Linked DNA regions of Mus musculus: all the other regions are linked to region 1. A link is a contact called in public HiChIP or PLAC-seq and promoter capture Hi-C data. All regions are on one chromosome and are shown on one strand. The core of a region is the stretch at or near the end of the contact, and the rest is flanking DNA. Distances in the headings are between cores, read along the strand shown.

Evidence for each region. Promoter capture Hi-C pulls out the DNA fragments that hold promoters and counts their contacts. HiChIP or PLAC-seq counts read pairs in DNA pulled down with a chosen protein or histone mark.
Region 2: an H3K27ac HiChIP or PLAC-seq map of thymic regulatory T cells shows a contact between it and region 1, with 9 times the contacts expected there. The contact joins the promoter of Atxn1 here to the promoter of Tbc1d7 in region 1. A contact is called at or near these places in 1 of 39 promoter capture datasets (pre-B cells), 1 of 115 datasets of contacts at active chromatin or transcription factors (thymic regulatory T cells) and 1 of 9 other capture datasets (liver).
Region 3: a contact with region 1 is called in a promoter capture Hi-C map of liver, with 3 times the contacts expected there. The contact joins the promoter of Gmpr here to the promoter of Tbc1d7 in region 1. A contact is called at or near these places in 2 of 39 promoter capture datasets (liver and pre-B cells).
Region 4: a contact with region 1 is called in a promoter capture Hi-C map of pre-B cells, with 6 times the contacts expected there. The contact joins the promoter of Mylip here to the promoter of Tbc1d7 in region 1. A contact is called at or near these places in 1 of 39 promoter capture datasets (pre-B cells) and 1 of 115 datasets of contacts at active chromatin or transcription factors (large pre-B cells).
Region 5: a contact with region 1 is called in a promoter capture Hi-C map of pre-B cells, with 3 times the contacts expected there. The contact joins the promoter of Pak1ip1 here to the promoter of Tbc1d7 in region 1.

The regions. Positions count from the first base shown.
Region 1 is chr13:43,170,080-43,172,929 of GRCm38.p6, forward strand. Tbc1d7 (TBC1 domain family, member 7) reads right to left here and starts at 1,422. Exons shown (of 8, transcript NM_001252639.1): 1 at 1,230-1,422. Gm40929 (a long non-coding RNA gene) reads left to right here and starts at 1,743. Exons shown (of 4, transcript XR_873309.3): 1 at 1,743-1,763.
Region 2 is chr13:45,963,498-45,966,347 of GRCm38.p6, forward strand. Atxn1 (ataxin 1) reads right to left here and starts at 1,494. Exons shown (of 8, transcript NM_009124.6): 1 at 1,318-1,494. It overlaps 5033430I15Rik (RIKEN cDNA 5033430I15 gene), which reads left to right and starts at 1,727. Exons shown (of 2, transcript NR_167678.1): 1 at 1,727-1,886; 2 at 2,414-2,850.
Region 3 is chr13:45,506,006-45,508,855 of GRCm38.p6, forward strand. It overlaps Gmpr (guanosine monophosphate reductase), which reads left to right and starts at 1,439. Exons shown (of 9, transcript NM_025508.5): 1 at 1,439-1,738. The coding sequence starts at 1,652.
Region 4 is chr13:45,388,391-45,391,240 of GRCm38.p6, forward strand. It overlaps Mylip (myosin regulatory light chain interacting protein), which reads left to right and starts at 1,352. Exons shown (of 7, transcript NM_153789.3): 1 at 1,352-1,653; 2 at 2,799-2,850. The coding sequence starts at 1,567.
Region 5 is chr13:40,999,564-41,002,413 of GRCm38.p6, forward strand. It overlaps Pak1ip1 (PAK1 interacting protein 1), which reads left to right and starts at 1,447. Exons shown (of 10, transcript NM_026550.3): 1 at 1,447-1,850. The coding sequence starts at 1,767. It overlaps A730081D07Rik (RIKEN cDNA A730081D07 gene), which reads right to left and starts at 1,583. Exons shown (of 5, transcript NR_155347.1): 1 at 1,503-1,583.

The DNA.
Region 1 (2,850 bases), core at 172-2,671:
CACCTTCCTAATGCAACTTGGCCAAAGATATAGATATGAAGATATAGGTCAGCTGCCCTCCAAGCTACTAAAATAGGTAGCACAGAGGGGGCCTCTAGGGTTCCTTCTTATAAGAACCCCTGGCACAATGAAATACCTTGTTCTCATGAATGAACAAAATACAAATGAACAAATAAGATGAATTAGAAAAGCTGGCAGGATATGTTATATAAATGGGGCTAACCAGTGGTGTGTACTAATTCTGCTTCCAGTTTTACAACTAAGGTCTCACTAAGTAGCCCAGGCTGGCCTCAAACTCTCTGCCTCCTAGGTGCGGGGGGTAAAAGGTGTGGACCACGGCTTCTGGTCCAAGATAGGTATGTTTTAAAATAAGAGGAGACATCCAAAATATTAACAAGTTATTCAGTTAGTAAAATTCTAGGTGACCTTAATTTCCTTTTTTGTTTGTTTGTTTGTTTTGGTTTGGTTTTTGTTTTGTTTTGCTTAGCTGTCCTCTCGAAAATAGGCATTTGGAGAAATTAGAAGGGGGTGGAGGGAAGCCCTAAGTCCTGCCCTTATTTTTCTTCCTATAAACACAATTCTACCAAGTTTTGTATTATCAAAATACAAAACTCCAACAGAGAAAAAGCATTAAAGTATAACCAGAAGACGGCTAAAAATCTGGCAAGAGCACTCAAATCATCTCAGAGAATACATAATTCTTTCAGAACAGTCTTTGTGATATTAATGGTAAACCAAAAGAAAAGATCAAACTAGGTTTAGTGACTAGGCACTAAAGATGCAAACATTCTTCCAAAGAATAAAGTCCTCAGCTACTAAAAGCCCCCGAGACGTCCCCAGATAACCAGGGGAGTTTGGACTTCTTGTTGGGAGTTAGATATCTGAACAGCTTCTGTTATGGGGAAGATTGCAATTCATTTTTGAAAAAAGCTATTTAGAATTTAGAATTGCCTTTAAAGAGTTCCACGGCCTCTTCATAGCTGTTAAAAAAAAAAAACCCAAAGATTAAAATGCAATCTGTAGTTTGAGGGCTCTTTTGGTTTTTGTATTTTTAAGCATTCGCTGCCCCTGTCGTCTATCGACAGCATTCCTGGGACTGCACTGTGATGGCACAGGAGTCGCCCTGAAAGATGCGCTGTCAAATCTTGCCCAGGTGACTCCACCTGCGGGAAAGGTGCCCACAACCCAGTGAAGCCCCAGGCCCCGCTCTCCCGGTATGCACGCTTCACCTCGAGTAGAGCAAACACACCCGGCTCAGACTCAGAGATCCGGGAGGCGGCGGAGAACCGGCCCGGCAACGCTGTGCTACCGGCAGGCAGACGGAACCATAAGCGTCAGGGCCGAGCGAGCGAGGGGAGCGATGCCATGAGACACCCGGCCCGGCCCTCTCCGCCTCTAACTCCCGCCGCCGGACGTGACGTCGCCCCGGATGCGCGTGCGCAGAGGACATCTGCTGGGAGTCCCACCCACACGTGGATGTTAACCGGGTGAAGCTGAAGCCCTGAGAGGTGGTAGCGGCCGAGTCTGTGCGCCCTTGAGTATCCACGTCTGTCCCTCTCACCTCGATCCCGAAACCCTGGTGATCGTCTCCCCTTCGTTCAGAGTGCTTGCTTAGGGCACTCTTCTGCCCCGTGGAAACCGGGATCCCTCAGGCGGTGTTTCTTCCACCTCGCCCGGTGGAAAATCGGAAACGAGCCTTTGCTAATCGATTGGGCTGCACTTCTTCTTCCAAACGTTCCAAGTGACCATGAGAAAGCAAATCAGTTAAGTCCTCAGCTATTAAAAACTGAGTGATGGGCAGGAGAGATAGCTCGACAATTAAGAGCACTTACGGCTTTTGTACAGAACCCGGGTTCAAATCCCAGCACTCACGTGGTGATTCACAACCATCAATAACTCCAGTTGCAGGAATTCCAAACTACCCCTTCTGATTTCTGCCAGTACGGGGCACGCGCATGGTGCTCATGCACGCAGACAAAACCTTTATACACAAATATTTAAAACTTAAAAACAAAAACTTATTGGTCCCCCAATGATCAAGGAGGGATAAGCAAAACCATTTGTTCATCGTTTACTGTGCAAAGGGGCAGTTGCTGCCATTTGCCTTTTGGCAGCTACTCAGACCTAGAATGCCAAGCGCGCAGTCAGTTAAGGCTGCTTGCTTGGGGAAGCTGCGAGCCGCTGGACAGAACTGGGGCATCCTGTGTGATTTGTCACGGAGAGCATGTTCTTTGTCCATCCCCAGGTGGCACTGAGTTGGAAGCAAGGACTGAATTAGGGAACTATTAGGAAGATATAGCTGTCTGGGACGGACTACTGATTCGTTTTTTGGATTGTTAGTGCCAATCTGGCTCACTCACATTGTAAGCCCTTCCTCCCGAGGTCTCTTCAAGTATTTTTATCACAGTAACAAGCCAAGGAGGTAACACGGCCGCAGTGAGGCGCTGTCCCCATGAGTGTTGGGAAATTACTGCAGAGAAAGCAGTACCTGGGCCGGAGAGTTAGGGATTTTTAAGGCTGTGAGTGAGTGCAGCTAGTGGTGAAGTCACATGCTGAGCTGGCTAATCTTACCTCAACCTGACACAAGCTAGAGTGACTGAAAGGAGGAAGCCTCAAATGAGAAGACACCTCCATGAGACCCAGCTTTTTCTTAATTAGTGATTGATGGAGGGTCCAGCCTATTGTGGTGGCCCCGGGTTCTGTAAGAAAGCAGGCTGAGCAAGTCATGGGGAGCAAGGCAGTAAGCAGCATCCCTCCATGGCCTCCGCACCAGCTCCTACCTCTGGGTTCCTACCCTATTTGAGTTCCTGTCCTGACTTCCTCCAGTGATGAACAGGTCTGTTGAAGTGT
Region 2 (2,850 bases), core at 244-2,743, 2.8 Mb after region 1:
CCGGCGCGCGAACACACGCACACACGCACCTACACACTCACACGCACTTACTCCCTCCTCTCCGACCCCGCCTCACCTCTCGCTCCGCCCGTCCGGCCCCTTCCCTGCCCCCTGCGGGACCGGCCTGCGCGCTCGGCTGCAACCACGTAGGAGGCGGCGGCGGTGGCGGCGGCAGCCCTGGCAGTGGCAGTGGCGGCGACTCGGGCCCCGAGTGAACGAGCCGCGGGGCTCCGGGGCACATCCCAATCCCCGCAGCGCCTCCTCCGCCGCCACCTCCTCCTTCCCCTCCTCCCGTCTTCATTCACCCTCTCTGCCGCCGCGCAGCAGAGCAGTCCCGGCGCAGGGCAGCGCCCGCAGCTCCTCCGCTACTGCTGCGGGCGCCGGCAGAGTCGCCGGGCCGGGCTGGGGCGCTCGCGGGCTCCCGGCTCCAGCTCCGGCGGTGGCGGCGGCGTCTGCTGCTGCTGCTCTGGATCAGGAAGCGGCCGCACCAACAGGGCGGCGGTGGCAGCTGCAGCTAGGGCCGGTCTTCTCCCGCTGCGCTGCGATGGCCCGCGCGCCCTTGCCTCCTGAGGCGCCACCTCTCCGCGCCCCTAGCCTCACGCAAAGTCCCCTCTTGGTCCCCTCGTAGCCCCGAGAGGCTGGCCTAGGCGGGGAGACCCCAAGCTCGGGGTTGCCTCTGTCAAGCTAGGCGACCCCGGGCGGGGAAGCCCAGCCCTCCCTCGAGCCCCCGCAGCGCTCACCGCCCCCACCCGGGAGGGGGGACTGGAGAGGAGCGAAGAGGGCAGCGCGACCCTCCGCGGCTGCCGCCTCCCCCTGCGCCACACGGAAGGAGGAGGACCGGGCTCTATCCGCTCGCCGCCGCCGGACCGGCAGCAGCCGAAACGGGGCGCCGCCGTTCTCCCCACCCGCGCCCCCCGCCCGGGCGCGCCCCCTCTCCTGGCGGCCGCCCACCCAGCCCCTATCTGCTGCCCTTGCTAGCCGCTCCTGCTCCCAGAGGGGGTCCCGAGCCGGGAGGCTGGAGCCGGGCACTAGTGTATGTACACACAGTCACACATACACTCGCGCGCGCGCCTGCACACACACACACACACACACACACACACACACCACGACGCGTCGGTTTCCTTCGCTCCTCTTCCAGCTGTTTTCCGTGCAGCCCATTGAGACTGGGGGAGGGGGGGTGTATGCTGGATGTTCTTTGGCCCCTCTCCGGAGAGAGCAGATTGGGGTGCGGGAGGGGGTGATTTTAATCTAAATCGGGGTGGAAGGGGGAGGGGGAGAGAAAGAATCAGAGGAGGAAAAAAAATAGCCACTTACTGTAAAGTGTAAATGGATCTGGGGTTGCGTGGGGAAGGGGTAACAGAGGGAGAGACACAGTGTCCTGCGGCTGCTGTAGCTCTAGCTGCGGCTCCACAGGGCTTGTTTTGGATCCCCCTGCAGTGAAACAGGTCCTGTACGGCTCCTCCACTGTAGTAGAAATGATGTCTGCGGTATACTCTGCTCTCTCCTCCTCCTCCTCCTCCTCCCCCCTCCCCTCCCTCCTCCCTCCGCCCGCCCTCCCTCCCTCGCGCTCTCTCTCGCGCTCGCTCGCTCGCTCCAGTATGTAAATGTGTAATAGAAGCCAAATATGGAGCAGTTGGCTGCCGCCGCCGCAGCTCAAGGATCCGACTTCATGGGGGGGGAGGGGGGGGGGAGGCACCCTCTGGCAGGCGGCCCGGCGAGCCGCACAGAGCACGGCGAGCGCACGGCGCGGCTGCCGGCCCGCGCCCTTAACCCTTCTATGCACCCGGGCTGGAGCGGCGCTCGCTCCAGGGGAGGCCGGGTTGTCTCTCCGCAACTGTGGCTCCGGATCCCCGACACCGACCGGAGGGGACTGTGCCTTCCAGGTTTGAGAAAGGGGCGGGGAAGTTGGGGCGATGAGGTCATTGGAGTGGTGACCGATCGGTGCTCGCGCGCCTCCCCGGCTCCCTGCAACCTAGTTGGAGGGGGACAGGGTGAGTGCAGGGTGCAACTCAGGCAACCTGGGAGACTCGCAGCGACGGGTGTCAGGATTTGGCTCCTACTTGGTAAAATACCCAAGGGGGCGGGGAAGTCGGCTGATTTCTAATTACGAAGTGCCCTTGGTGCCCCCCGGGTGAGCATCTAAAGAGGACTCATTGTATCCTTACTGTTAACCCTCCAACCCGCCAGCCCTGCGTCATCCGAGGCAAGGCCCGCGCCTGCTGCCTTGGCTTGCAACTCGGGAAAGTTCTCAGGCTTCCCCAGCTTGCACTGGCACCCTCACCTTTCCTGCCTGGACAAGCTGGCGACCTCCCGGTCCTCCTTTCAAATTCTGCTGGTCTCGAAATCTGCTGTGGGCATGGAACGCCTCAGCTCTAGCTAGCCCTGGTAACCGACCTCACTCACTCCTCAGGGCTAACTGTGGATCATTCATTTCATCGCAAGCGAGGTAACCTGTGCACTGAGCAGTCAGTCGATGGTGGTTCTCGGGGAAACCAAGCGAAGGAACGCTCCCCCACCCACCTTGTCCCGGTGGCTAAACGCAGACGTGGACTCCCCACCCGGCCCCCTCCGGCTACACCTCAGCCAAGCGTAAGCTCGAGGGAAGAACTCTTCTCTGGAGGCGTTCACCTTGCCAACAGGTGTGGCACCCGAAAGAAGAGCCATCACATCCCCACGAGGGTCGCTCAGTGCCGCGTTCTCTTTGCAGCAGAAAATTCTTGAAGACCAGTAGGTGTCAGGCCAGCATCTGACCTCTTTCAGGTGCTTAGAACTGAGAGTCTGGAAACTCGATCCCTTGGTCTCGCTGGAAGCCACTACTATTTATTGACTCTAAGCCGGATTTGAGAG
Region 3 (2,850 bases), core at 189-2,688, 2.3 Mb after region 1:
CTTCTTGAGCACACTGGAGGCCTGTCTCAACACTTGGTGGGCACACTGAGAGGGGAATTAGGGAAGCCAAAACTTTTAGCCTTTTGTAAGTAAGGGCACAGTAAAGAAAGCTCCAGGATGGTGAGTTTTCATTAGTTCTGGAGAAGGTTTTTGTCTTAGTCACCGTTCTGTGGCTGTGAAGGACCAACCAAAGCAGCTCTTATAAAAGAAAGTATTTCTTTGGAGCTCGATTACAGTTTTGGAGGCTTAGTCCATTACCATTATGCCAGACAGCATGCCAAGCAGATGGAATGACCCTGGGCCTCAAAGCCCACCCCCCACCCCCCAGTGACATACTTCCTCCAACAAGGCCACACCTCCTAATCCTTCTAATCTCTTCAAAAAGGTTCACTGTTCACAGGTTGATTACTAAGCATTCAAATATGGGAGCCCATAGGGGCCATTCCTGCTCAAACCACCACACTTTTTATTGTAGATAAGAAAGAAAGAACAGCCAGAGGCACCTGGAGGAGTCCAGAGCAGAGAGGAAAAGAAGACTGGTTGTGGATAGGCTTTTTGTGGGGAGGATAGAGAAAATAATGGGGGGGGAGAAGAATAGCAAAAATGATGAGAGACTCCTACCCTCTACAAGGAGGAGGTGGGAGAGCAGGTCAGCTGGAACAGCCTTGGAACTAGCATAGTGGAGGGTGAGTTGGGGAGGTGAGAACAAGAAGGCTCTCTATCACAGGGGCCTTGACATTTCTTACAAATGTGTGTTACCAGAGGAGCCTGGAGGTTGACTTTGGTCTGTGATATGTAATCATGGGTATATGCCAAAGAAGGTGGCCCTTTCTCACGTATTCCGAAAGAATCCTGCATGTGAGCTCTGATCTCCAGCAATCTTTTTGTCTACCTTGCCAGCATTCAGCAGGAGCTAAGCATTTGACTATCATTTTGGACCAAGTCAGTGAGCTCTCTGCTTCTCCCTCCTTAGAGGGGGTTTGGGAATTCACTTTGGAACACATATGAAGGCCATACTCTACAGCCAGGCTTAGTGGCTCATGTCTTTGGCAGAGGCAGGCAGATCTCTTGTGAGTTTGAGGCAGGCCTGGTCTACATAGTGAGTTCCAAGACAGCAAGAGCTACATAGTGAAACCCGGTCCTAAACAAAACGGAACAAAACAAAACGTACTCTCTGGTCTCCTAACCTTCTCCTTTGGTCACCCCTATGAGTACGATCAGGGTATACCCCGGGGAATGGGAGACTTTGTGCAAGTCTAATCCGCACCCATTTCGCAGCTCAGCCCAGGTCAGAGCTCTCTAGGGTGCTGCATGGCAGAATCCAGGCTCACTGCTAGACTCAAGCAGAAGGAGGGGGCGCTTAGGCAGAGAGAACTGGGCCCGGGGCGGGGCTCAGCTCAGAGACCCGGGATGTGGGCGGGACCTGGAAGCCGGGGGCGGGGCGCTCCCTTGGGGCGCCTGGCGTTGGGGAACGGAGCTGGGGGCTCCGGGTGCGCGGGCATAAGAACAAGGCGTGCGCACCGGGTTCGCGGAGCACCAGTCTGCGCACAGCCACCCGGGCGCCACTGTACGCACGCGCCCCGCAGCTCCCGGCTGACGCCGGCCTTCGCACCGCCTCCGCCGCAGGAAGCTACCGCGCACCGCTAGCACCATGCCCCGCATAGACGCGGACCTTAAACTCGACTTCAAGGATGTTCTGCTGCGACCTAAGCGGAGCAGCCTCAAGAGCCGATCCGAGGTGGGGCCGCTGGCATACCGCCTTCGGGTTGGCAAGGGGGAAGTGGGTGCAAAGGGAGGCACAGGGTGCCTTAATTGTGCCCGAGGCAGGGGCGTCACACCCTTTCCCCCACCTGAGAAAGGGGGAAGGCCAGTCGGTTTTCTCTTACACCTGGATTGTCTCTAGTTAGGGCCAGTGACAAGGGGGTGCTAGTTCGGGCCTGGAATTATAAATGCGTCTGCCTACCGGTGGTGGGCTTGGGGAAGTTCACACTGACACAGAGGAGCTAAGATCAACCAACCGAATGTCCAGTGACTTTAAAAGGAATGGTCTCAGGAGAGGCGCTCCGGGGAGGAGAGGAAACAGTGGGGCTAGGATGAAAGGAAGGGAAATACAACTGCAGATTCAAGCTTGGAATTTGGAACAGTGTTTCCTGGCGCTGGGACCTGCCTCTGCTGATTTAGCATCAGGTCCTGTGTCTGCGAACCGGGCGGAAAAGCCGGGCGCTCCCGGCAGGCACTTCTTTTCTTTTCTCTTTTCTTTTCTTTCTTTCTTTCTTTCTTTTTTTTTTTCTTGAGTTTAAATGGTCTTGCAGGAGCTGAGCTGGGGACCTGCTTTTTGGTGGCACTCTGCGGTACTGGACAGCTTGCAGTTCCAGCCCAGAGTAATGCAAGCGGACAGCGCTGGGGTGAGGGTCATTTGGGCCATTTGGAAGTTAGTTGTACCATGATAAGATGAGCGCCTGGGAACAGGTGGAGACGGGAGACGGCCGAGGTCAGACCTTGAAGGATAAATAGTTTTCTAGAAAGGCGGAGCTCGCTGGTGGAGTTGTTCCTGAACCGTGGCTTGGCTCTGTTGGGGGGAGTTCAGGAGGAAGAGCCTGAAAGGACAGGGGCGGGGGTTGGGGGAAGCTAAGCCTGCCTGCCCGCCCCATCCCTTTTGCTCAACAAACAAGACCATAAATAAATCCCCTCAGCAAACAACTCGCTCCGGTGCCCAGGCCCGACTGCAGTGCCTGCAGCTGCCAGCTGAGGGTTGGTATGAATTAGGACTGCCTTCTGGGCTAGCCAATGAGAGAGTAGAACTTTCCTGAAGCAGGGGTATTGGCAGCTTGGAGGCAGAACTGGACCAGG
Region 4 (2,850 bases), core at 102-2,601, 2.2 Mb after region 1:
AATTTCCAGCGATGGGCCACAGATTAGATAATCTAAATGTTATCTCCCAGGTACACGTGCCAGACCTGCTTCCGGGAAGGAAAGGAATGAGCAGTAGACCGGTGGATGAATGCAAGCTTACACTGGACTTGGAGCAGTTCGAGAACTGTACCATGTGTTCCTGAAACACAAAGCCAAAAGACTGAACAGTTCTCTCCGCGAGGGCTCTGCTAAGATCCCAGTCCTTCTCCGATGTTTTCCCCATCGTCAGAAATAAATATCACTGAGCCCAAGTACGAGGTGCACCACCAGGTTGAGCTATACAGCAAGACTTCGTCTTAAACGCACAGCAAACAAACGGCACAGAGATAGGGTCATTGGCAGGCAGGGATGGCTAGATTGCTTCCCAGCGGTGCTGGGGCGAGGGGGGGCGGCTTGCAGGAGGGGGTGTCCAAAAATAGCTAGTCTCCATTCTGCGAGGACACTGAGCTTCAGAGAGATGGAGTTTTCCAAAGATCCAAGGCTGAAACCCATATCTCCCGGCTTATCTTAGAAACCAAAAAAGACAGTATAGGCCAAGAGAAACAGGTGGTAAAAATATGAAGGTTGTACACCTTTAACCACTAATCTCTTGTATTGAGATTCCCATCCTGCTAGGTCCTGAGATGAGCCTGTTATCTTTAAGATGGGGTAACATCTGGGTGTCTGAAAGAAAGGGCAGGGAGTGTACCAGGTGTATAGTGAACGAATTGGATGAGAGATAGGCTGGGTGACATAACTTGGTAAGGTGTTTCAATGTAGCAGAACCCACACATAGAAACCCTTGGCACGAGTTAATATAAGAATGGTGCTTGGATCAAATTACCGGCTTATATTGGGTCAGCTGCAAAAACTTTTCTACTTAGATTCTTCTTTTGACAACCCACGGTGGCAAATGCCAGCGGAAAAGCCTCTTCTTTAGGCTCTCTGTCTTGCTTGCTTCTCTTTTGGCTTTCACAAACCACCTGGTTATTAGAGTAACCCCACGCAGGAGTCCTGAGAACCGTAGTAGCAACGTAGCATCACAGGAGCCTTTGATCACAGTTCTCTCAAACCCGGACAGAAAGGCGTCCCCTGGAGCTGCGGGCGACAGCGGGCTGGGAGGAGCGTCGCCCAGTGGCAGAGGCCGCGACCGTGCTGGGGATTGGGGAGAGGATGGGCTCCCACCTCCCGCAGCTCCACAGGCGGTGCCGGGAGGCGGGGCTTCAGCCCACCGAGACTGGGAATTGGTTGCCGGAGCTGGGGAGGAGGGGCAAGCACGCTGTGATTGGCGGAGTCCGGTGCCGGAGGGGCGGGGCCTCTATAAAAGACGCGTGCCTGTAGCGGCGCAGGCAGTAGGGCTGTCGGAGCGGCGCGGCCGTGTAGCTCCCGGGAACTGGCTGTCGTGGGGGTGGCGGGGACGCGAGTGGCGGCTGCGTGGGGTGCAGGGCGGGTGGCCGCACGGCTGCACCTTCCTCACGGAGCCCGGAGTCGACTTGGAGCAATTGCGGTGAGGCGACAGCTCCGGCGCACACCCGAGAAGAAGCGGCGGTGGCGGCGGCCCCAGCCATGCTGTGCTATGTGACGAGGCCGGACGCGGTGCTGATGGAGGTAGAGGTGGAGGCAAAAGCCAACGGCGAGGACTGTCTCAACCAGGTGAGGGCGGCGATCGGAAAGGGGATCCCTTCTTGTCCCCGGGAAGCCTCGGGGCTCGGGGATGCTCCCCGGGAGCCGGGCGACGTTGCAGCAGCGGCCCGTGGAGTGCTCCCGGGACGCCAGGCTCCAGCCTCCTCCTCCTCCCCGCGAGTGGAGAGTGCGGTGGGGGGGGGGCGGGGGGAGCATAGAGGACGCTTACGGTGGGGGATCCGGGGCCCGGAGACCAGAACACTGCTGGGAACCTCCACCCTGTCCGTTAGCCTGGCACTTTTCTCTAAAGAAGGTGGCCCGGCACACCTGCCGCAGGTGTGTGTGTGTGTGATGCCTCCCGTGGAGTCCTTGCAAAGCCCGGCAGCGCCACCCGCGTCCCGGGATGAGATGGTTGCAAGCGGTCGCTGGCCCCGGGGCTCCCTAGCTGATCAGGTGGGCCCGAATCTCAAGCCGCTTCTCAGAAGGACTGTTCACCTGACACTCTAGGCTTGCTAGGGATCCAGAGTATATTGAGTAATTTGCGGGGGACGGTTCTGCAGGCAGCCTCCTTCTTGAGGGGTCTTTACACGTGTGTTTTCTTAAGGGTGACTAAGGCTCCTAACGGGGTGTGCCTAATGGATATTGGCAGGCCCATTTGACCCCTTGAAATACTGTGTCTACGAGACCTGTGGACCTGAGCTGTTTGGAAAGGCGCTTGTAAAGCTTAGCTGACACTTGTAGCATGCTTCCTCAATGCGTTTGTGTTTTTGGAATCCAGATGGTTAAAACTGTCCAGATAATACGCTGCCAAATCAGCTGTGCAGATGGTGCTGCGGGGCGGAGGGGGGGGGTGGCGGGGGGAATTCCAGCGATTGGAATAAGAAATAAAACACCCTGTGTGTTCTTCTACCTCAGCCTTTTGGGAAGTCTGTTTTGGGGGGACCCCTTTCCCTGTGCCATTGGTCAGACCCTAGAAATAGTCAAGCAAGGCCAAGCCTCCACTGGAGGGCTGCGTTTTGGCTTTGCTGTTTCCTTAAAACCTTGTTTTTCCGGTCGGTCTACCAACTGGCATTGCAAGAAGGTAGAACTTTGGGAAAGCAGGGGCCAGTCCTCTCCTCGGATGGAGCCCTTAGGTTTGCACTGCTCACACCCCATACCTTTGGTTTTGTTTTTAGGTGTGCAGGCGTCTAGGGATCATCGAGGTTGATTATTTTGGGCTGCAGTTCA
Region 5 (2,850 bases), core at 197-2,696, 2.2 Mb before region 1:
AACAATAGGGTAAATAAACCACAGGGTTCTGAAGCAGTTTTACTCATCCCCCACCCCCATTTTTTTTGATATGATTACTATTGCATTAAAATGAGTATGACCCAATGTAAACTGTAACACACCATGTATGGACAAGATGAGACTTTTCACTTTGTTCCAAGCTAAGGAGACATGTTCCAACTTTAGTGGTTCTCTGGTGAAAATGATTAACATGCTCAGGACAACTTAGCAATACCTGGAGATAAATTAAGTAACACAAGGGTTGCAAGTGGAATAGCCCAAACTGGAAGAGCCTTTACACAATTGAAAAATCATCAAAACACCCAAAGTCAAATTAATTACTTCCCCCTATACTCAAGCAAAAGAGGCTGTGTCGACAATTTGCAGCCTTAGAGAACAAGTGTTTGGAAACAATGTCTAAGCACTTAAGAACTCCATTAATTCACAGGCCTGTGTGAAGATCTGACATAAGCACCAACCCACCCGCTTTGACATATGCACTCATCCCTGACCCCGCCTAAAGAGAAAGGAAAAAAGGATATTATTGCTTTCATTAACCTCTGCACCTCCCCCCCTTAAAGATTTATTTATTTATCTTTATGCATAGGAGTACACCACCATTGCTTCCTTCAGACACACCAGAAGAGGGCACTAGACCCCATCACAGATGTTTGTGAGCCACCATGTGGTTGCTGGGAAATGAACTCAGGACCTCTGGAAGAGCAGACAGTGCTCTCAACCGCCTAGCTATCTCTCCAGCCCTGCACTTTGTCCCTTAACTCGGGTAGAGATGTAGCCACTGTCCTCCTCCCTCAAGACAAATCTTTTTTCCTGTACCATAGGTCAGCACATGGCCAGTCTGATTAGATACAAGAAGCCAGTAGGCAAGAAAAGCTGAGGAGATGGACGGCTTGCCTGCAGGCGGGACACGGACTGGCAGGCCCGGGCTCGCAATCCAGCGAGGGGACACTGCCAACTCCGGGTCCCGCGAGCCCTGACCGTCCCCGGGCCGACCCTAATCTGCTCTCTCTCGGCACGAAAACAAAACCCTTTGCTTGTGATCCGAGCCATGGGGAAGCTGCAGGAGGAAAACGGGTGCAAGGAGGCGCCAGGCTGGGCGACGAAGTGAGACTGGCTGCAAATAAGAAAATCATAGTTAATCCCAGCACCCGGGAGGCAGAGGCAGGCGGAGCTCTGAGTTCGAGGCCAGCCTGGTCTACAGAGTGAGTTCCAGGACTGTCAGGGCTACACAGTGAAAGCCTGTCTTCAAAACAAAACAAAACAAAACAAGAAAAGAAAATCATAAATGGAGGAAATGCATTCCGGATCCCCAAATCACAGCAACCCTCCAGGAACTACAAGGGTTGTCTAGACAACCGCTGGCCACCGGAGCCGGAAGTGGGCCCGCCCCTTCCTTAGGCGCGCCGGAAGTTGGGGCTTCCGGGGAGAAGTTCCCTCCCATTTCCCAAGGCCGGCGGAGCCCACGGCTTCCCAGGACTTGCCTGCTTGACACAACTTTTCTTTCTCTCTGCTCTGAGAGCCTCCTCCCGCGGCTTCCTTCCTTAAGCTCGTCGCAGAAGGGTCACGTGACGTCCCACGTAACGGAGGACGGAGCGCGTCCTCCGTTATTGCCATTTGCAGGCGCCTAAAAGGTGCCCCCGGGCGGTGACGTATAACTCGCGCGCCGGCTGAGGAAGGGAAGGGCCAGCCTCCGCAGCCATCGGGTCTCCACGCCGGCGTCTCTTGCCCGGCACGAGTGCTGCGGAATGGAGCTGGTCGCCGGCAGCTACGAGCAGGTCCTGTTTGGGTTCACGGTACAGCGCGGGCCCGCGAAGAGTGGCCATCAGGAGGTGAGGCAGCGCGAGCCCCGGGGCTGCGGGGGACAGGCGGGCTGGTCCTTCCGGGGCAGGACCGTGGAGGTTGTTATTTATCGCTGGTTCTCTATGGGTCTTGGATGGCGGACTTTGTTGGAAAACGGACAGGTTTATGCAGCTAATCCCAGCTCTCGAGAGGTTGAGGCAGGAGGAGAGTGAGCTCAGAGCTTGTGTGGAAAGATCCTGCTCTTTACAGAGTAGAGGCTTCTCAGAATTGAAATAATATTTACTTGCTATAGTAGATAAAATGTCTACAGTAGGTAACGAGGAATGTTCATCTCTGTCGGGAGTGGATGAATGGCTGCCAGAAGTGGTTGGGGCCAACGTAGGGAGGTGACGGAGAGAGGAGGGCTAATGCTTGCAGAAATGAAGTTTGATGGGAGGAATGACTGATTGCTTTTTTTTTCCTTGAAAGGTAACTATAGTTGACAGCATTAATTGTGTATTTTAAACTAGCTACTACAGCGTATTTTGAACCAGCTCAAAAGGGGTTGCCTTTTTCATATCTGATCTATGTATGCATTCAAATATCCCATTGTGCTCCATAAATATATACAGTTATTATCTGATAATTTAAAAGGTTAAGAAAAACCTTAAAGCATTCCTAAGGCATGAAAAAATAAGGTGTGCATTTAAGCTGACAATGATTGTAGTTCTTAAAGTTCTAATGTAAAAATAACTTCACCTTTCACTGAGTTTCTGTCCTGATTAACAAACTACTATAGGACTGGAGACATGACTCAGCGGTTAAGAGCGCTGGCTGGACTGGAGACATGGCTTAGCGGTTAAGAGCACTGGCTGTTCTTCCAGAGGGTCCTGGTTCAGTTCCCAGCACCTACACGGCAGCTCACAACTGTTTGTTAACTCCTGTTCGAAGGGATCTAATATCCTCCTACAGGCATACATACAGTCAAAACACCAATCTACATAAAATAAAAATACATTATACACAAAAGAACTACTACAGCTGGCCTGG